Linked DNA regions of Pan troglodytes: region 1 is linked to region 2. The links are chromatin contacts, called in public Hi-C maps. All regions are on one chromosome and are shown on one strand. The core of a region is the stretch at or near the end of the contact, and the rest is flanking DNA. Distances in the headings are between cores, read along the strand shown. Region 1 holds the start of FCF1 (FCF1 rRNA-processing protein). Region 2 holds the start of ISCA2 (iron-sulfur cluster assembly 2).

Region 1 (2,700 bases), core at 128-2,627, 220 kb before region 2:
AACGCATATACAGAACTTAACCCTTAACTAGAAAGAAATTATTATTAATGGAGTGTCATTCCTAAAAATTACACAATACATCACACTAAAGGCTGAGAATAATAATTCTGAAGGTTTTAACGACTATTCTCTTATTCTGAGAGTCTTTTTTGTATTTTTAGTGGAGACAGGGTTTCACCGTGTTGGCCAGGCTGGTTTTGAACTCCTCACCTCAGGTGATCCACCCGCCTCAGCCTCCCAAAGTGCTGGGATTACAGGCGTGAGCCACTGCGCCCGGCTTTCTGAGACTCTTAAACTCAGTGAAGATCAGTCTTTATTTAATAGCTATGCTTATTCTACACTTAAGCAGGGACACCGCTTTGATCCTCTTCATACTAGGGAATTTCACTTCACTTTCTTCTTCCACAGTGATTTGGATTCTTATATTAGTAAGACTTATAAAATGGAGATATCTTGGAGTTTTCCCATTTTCTCTGACAAAAATATTTGAGTACCAGGCACTGGAAACGCCAGACAAACAAGGTCTCTAACCTTGCCATCTTTCAACAAGAAACACTCCCCTCGCCCCACCCCAGGGGAATGTAGTAGTGTAATGGTAAAAACATAAAGAGAACTATACGGACTTCACCGAACTGACATGAGGTTTAAATGCGATATGGCAGACAAAGCATATAACGGTAGAAAAAGTGAACACTTAAGAAATGTTTAATTCCCATCGCCTTTCCCAGTGTGATCGCTCAGCAGCTAAATTACTGTTAAACACTGGCTATCTCATGCTATATAAATCTAAGACACAATAATAAGCAAAAAACAAAATAATAACAACAAACATTTTTACTACTTATCCTCTCTAGACTCTTATTAGAATATCCCTGGGCAGTTGATTCCAGACACTCACAGCCTCTGATCTCTGAGACTAAGCATTCGCTTCATGGTCGCATACTTCCTTGTTTTCTTTTGCTTCCCCTTGAAACAGAAATTTTAGAATTAAAAAAGTTGGAAACACACGGCATCTTTTAAAGTCTCTTCTTTTCTCTTGTCCATTGCCTTCCCTTCTTGCCTCAAATAACCCAGACCCTCTTCCCCACTCTGTAAAGCATAACAGTCACCGCTTGGAGAAGTTTAAGAGCTAAGACCAGAATGAAAATATGCTAGGATAATGTGAAGGAAATTTGGCCACGGTCTGACTACTTCCTTCTCCACCCAAAAAGTGGCCTGATAACGTCCCTTCTTGGACCCTCTTCTCTCACCATGGTCACGCCAAACTCCTGGTTCTTCCGTAATCACCAACGGCGCAATACTTCTACGTCATTCACATACTGCTTCCGGCAAAGGATAGCCCGGAAGCGGAAACTCCTTGGGGAAACGGCAATCCCCCGAGCCGGTTCCCAGGCCGGGTGGAGACCAACTCTGGGGTCTCTTGGTGGGAGAGTGGGGAGCCCGTCTTCTGCTGAGTGCTGCCGCCCCTTCCCAGGACAGCGGAGGTGGAACTTCGTCGCGCTGCAACCCCCGGCTCGGGTAACGTTTCTCTCCAGCCTTAGGCAGAGCCCAGAAGACCTGCCTTTACCAGAGTTCCAGAGAGAGAGAGAGGGAGGACAAGGGTAGGGGGGTTCAGACTCCTGGTTTGCTCAGTAGTTTGGGGGAACACATTCTCCTCACCCTGTAGCGTTGGGGTATCCGGTGTCTATGGTCCAGCCCTGAGGCTGTGGTTCCTATTTGGTTTTCCTAGCCGATACGGTGCTTTGTGCAGCTAGGTGGATGATTGTTCTCGAGTATATACCGTGTACTCCTCTCGGTGAAGAGAGAAATGAAGCAGTGTTTGAGGGCCTAGACTATCGCTAGAGAATTGGGGCATAAGCTTGCATATGTTACTACTTACCCAAGCCAAGAAAATGGTGAGATACAATGCACATTTATTGTGAAGCCTTGGTGTGTCATCTTTAAGTAAAAAGGGAGAATTTGTGAGAACAAGGAGCGAAAGGTAGCTTTTTTCTTTGAGTACCTGCTATGTATTCCAGTGGTTCTTAACTTTTTGGAGATAACTTATTTCTTGAAAGTTTGTGGAAAGCCAGGAACAATTCTTTAAAAAGTGGGCACACATACAGTTTGTAATACACTTTATGAGATTGGTGGACTCTGAAGCCCATCCGTGGACCCTCTGGGTGTCTGTAAACTTTAGATGAAAACCCCCATCCTATATACTGTACTTGTCACTTTATTCATGTTACCTTCTTTGACCTTCTCAATAACATAAATACTCTTATTTTACATATGGGGAAACTGAGCCCCAGACTTTGTTCAGGGGTCTGTTTGAGTCTCGTGATTCCAAAGTCTGTACTTGTATTTCTTTTTTTCTTTTTCTTTCTTTCTTTCTTTTTTTTTTTTTGCACATTGTCTTCCATTCTCCAGCTACTGATCAAGCTGGGAACGGAATGGGTACCTCTGTCATACTTTTCTTATTGCATGATGCTATCCTAGAATTGGAAGTAAAAAATGTTATCAGGTTTAAAAAAGAAGGTGACCATTGTATAACCCTTATGATGAAAACACGTTTATTGTTTAACACGAACTTTGGAGTCTGACTGATGGGGTTAAAATCCTTGCTCTGCCTTATAACTCGCCATGACATTGGGCGAGTTAATCTATCTGCATCTCAGTTTATCTGTAAAATGGAGATAATCATAATAGCACTCTTTTACT
Region 2 (2,700 bases), core at 121-2,620:
ATTGAGAGGGACATGATTAGAAGGAAACTTCTAGAATTCTACTAATTCCAGGTTCTTCAAATTGGTACAACTGGTGACAATCCCAGAGTCACCAGTCATCACATCAAAGTTTGATAGAGAAAGATGACCCACAGGAGCAGCCTTGCTGTGCTTGAGGATTGTTCAACACTTGAAATGAGCTTCGGATCAGTTCTTGGCTGAAGTCCACCTGGGCCCCTTTCACGAAGGCCAAGCTATCAGAGTCAACCACCACTCTTGCCCCACCCTGTTCAAATACCCTGAAAAGACAGGAGGAAGGCATTAAGGAGTATCGCAAACACAAAAAAGACACCCCCTGAGCCCAGAGGTGCACATCCTCTGTTTTCTAAAGTACAGAGGGAGCTTCCCCATTACCTTTAACAGGTGCTGATTTTCTTTGAGGCAAAATGATTCAATGGAATAAATACTGGGAAACGTGTAGGGACTTAAGCCTGGAATCTAGTCCGGCCTGACTTTCTACCGACTACCCAATGGACCTGGGCAGATCAATTTTGCTCCTATAACTTAGTTATTTTGATTCAGAACAACAAACCTTTACTGCATCCTCACTGTGAGGCGGGCGGTGTTAACCATCCCAGGTAAACCCTTTAAATTTGGAATAAAAGTGCACCTTAAACTGGAGACACTTTTGTCCCTCCTGTACCTCCTTTGGGGACCCACCCCTTCCTCCTTGCCTGTCGTCGGGGTTGATAACTGTATCCAGTGAAAATTTGTATTGGAATCCGGAGCATCCACCTCCCTCCACTTGCAGCCTGAGGAATTCTGACCCTTCGGTGATTTCCAAAAGCCTCTGAAATGCAGGAAGGGGGATCAAGAATAGCGGGAAACGGGAGTTAAAGGGCTGAGTGAAGAGCAGTTCCCGCTGCTCCCGCCAATCGCCTGGGTACCGCCGCTCCGCGTCCGGCCTCCTACCTGGACGCAACTGTCTGTGAGGCGGATCTGCCCTTCGCCGGCCTCGGGGCTGGAGGACGACGCCTCCCGACGCGCCTGGGGTCCCAGGGAGGCCGCGAGGAGCCTGCGCGCAAGGGAGGAGGGTAAGCCCGGGAGCAGAAGGGGCACCTTGCAACCCTCGACCTGGAGCGCCTCACGCTAAACCTGGCGACCCCCACCTGGACGGCCTCCCACCAAACCCTCGCATCCCCCACAGGCCTTAGTTTCCCATTTGTCCTAGAGGCGCAGAACCAAACACCCTTTCCAGGTGCCTTTCTAGTCTTGGTACCTGCCCCTCGGCCAGGGAGTGACCGCTCTCTGCGTCGCGGCCGTTAGGGACGACCCCCAGGCGGCAGCCATCTTCCTCCACAAGCTCCGCCCCTCGCGTCTCCCCCGTTTCTCACCCGGGGCCTCGGGAGGCGGAGAGAACGAACAGGAGGCCGGGACTTCACGGAGGCCCCGCCCCCAACATGCCTATTGGGTAGTGCGGGAGGAGAAGGTGTCTGATTGGCTAGAAATGCTCCAGACGGCAGCGGCGGGGACGCACCCAGGAAGCCGGAGAGGTGCTCTAAAGGGAAGGAACGGGGCGGGGAGGAGTGAGGCGGGGCGGGGCGGAGGTGGGTCCGGGCGGGTCAGGCCTCTGAGGGAATGGCATGGGCGGAGACTGCAGGCCTCTGGGCCTGAGAGGGCTGGAGCTGGCTTTCCGGAGCCGGGGGCGGGGCGCGGGCGGGCCTCAGCTGTGGTTACTGGTGACAGGTCGCCTGACTGGGCTCCTCCCCGGGCCCGCCCCCACAGGTTTGTCTTGTGACCGCGGGCAGCCGCTGCTTCTTTCCCGAGCTTGGAACTTCGTTAGCCGCGATGCGTTTCCTGGCAGCTACATTCCTGCTCCTGGCGCTCAGCACCGCTGCCCAGGCCGAACCGGTGCAGTTCAAGGACTGCGGTGAGCCCCAGGCCCGCCCAAGGTTCCCGCGCCCTCTGTGGAAGGCCCCGCCGGACCCCCGCGCTGAGACCCCTGGGGCTGGGCTGGGCGGATCCCTCGGGCGGCCAGGCTGAGCCTTGGACCCTACCTAACTGGAATGGGCTGGGTCGGGGGAGAAGGCGCCGGCCTCCATGAAACCCGACCGCACACAACTTTGTTTCTTTCCTTAGAACGCGTGTTTTGGGGTTCCTGGGAACTCCAGGAGGTGGGCCTTTTGCTGAAGTTTCCTAAAGTTTGTAGGGCGGACAACAGAAGGGCTGTATCCAGCGCTGGTGGAGGGGTGGAGCACAGAACTTCTTTTTATTTATGCTTTGTATCTTGGAATCCCGCCTCCCCCTTCCAACTCCTTTTGCTTTTCTTTTAATTTCGTTTTTGCTGACAAGTCAAAAGTCAATTCCCCTTTTTCATCATTTATTGTTACAAATAGGACTTCCTTTGGGCTTTGGAATCTTGTGATTCTTAATCAGTTTTTCCTTGTATAAATCTCATTGTGTCTCTAATCACAGCTTGTGATACATAACTCCCTCTCGCCGCTGTGGTTGGAATCTTTGTTGGAAAATACAACAGGTGGTAGAAATTCTGAGTGCCTTCATTGAGTCGAGTCTATAGAATTGTCGGAACAGAAACTCGAGCAATTTTGTTCAGAGGTGGAGGTAGAGAGATAGAACTGTCAATGAAAGAGGCATGAAACTGACTTTGTAAGATCTATGAGTGGAAAGGAAGCACGGAGATCGTATAATCAATCGTTGAAT

The links. A called contact is a pair of places that touch in the nucleus more often than the background predicts.
Region 1: a Hi-C map of stem cell-derived neural progenitor cells shows a contact between it and region 2, with 2.3 times the contacts expected there. The contact joins the promoter of FCF1 here to the promoter of ISCA2 in region 2. A contact is called at or near these places in 1 of 7 Hi-C or Micro-C datasets (stem cell-derived neural progenitor cells) and 1 of 1 datasets of contacts at active chromatin or transcription factors (stem cell-derived excitatory neurons).

The regions. Positions count from the first base shown.
Region 1 is chr15:72,662,238-72,664,937 of NHGRI_mPanTro3-v2.0_pri, reverse strand. FCF1 (FCF1 rRNA-processing protein) reads right to left here and starts at 1,377. Exons shown (of 9, transcript XR_010150970.1): 1 at 1,251-1,377; 2 at 899-966. AREL1 (apoptosis resistant E3 ubiquitin protein ligase 1) reads left to right here and starts at 1,308. Exons shown (of 20, transcript XM_001157027.6): 1 at 1,308-1,518.
Region 2 is chr15:72,443,790-72,446,489 of NHGRI_mPanTro3-v2.0_pri, reverse strand. It overlaps ISCA2 (iron-sulfur cluster assembly 2), which reads right to left and starts at 1,370. Exons shown (of 4, transcript XM_009428131.4): 1 at 1,259-1,370; 2 at 952-1,054; 3 at 700-829; 4 at 1-278. The coding sequence starts at 1,329. The coding sequence ends at 220. It overlaps NPC2 (NPC intracellular cholesterol transporter 2), which reads left to right and starts at 1,810. Exons shown (of 5, transcript NM_001009075.1): 1 at 1,810-1,909. The coding sequence starts at 1,828.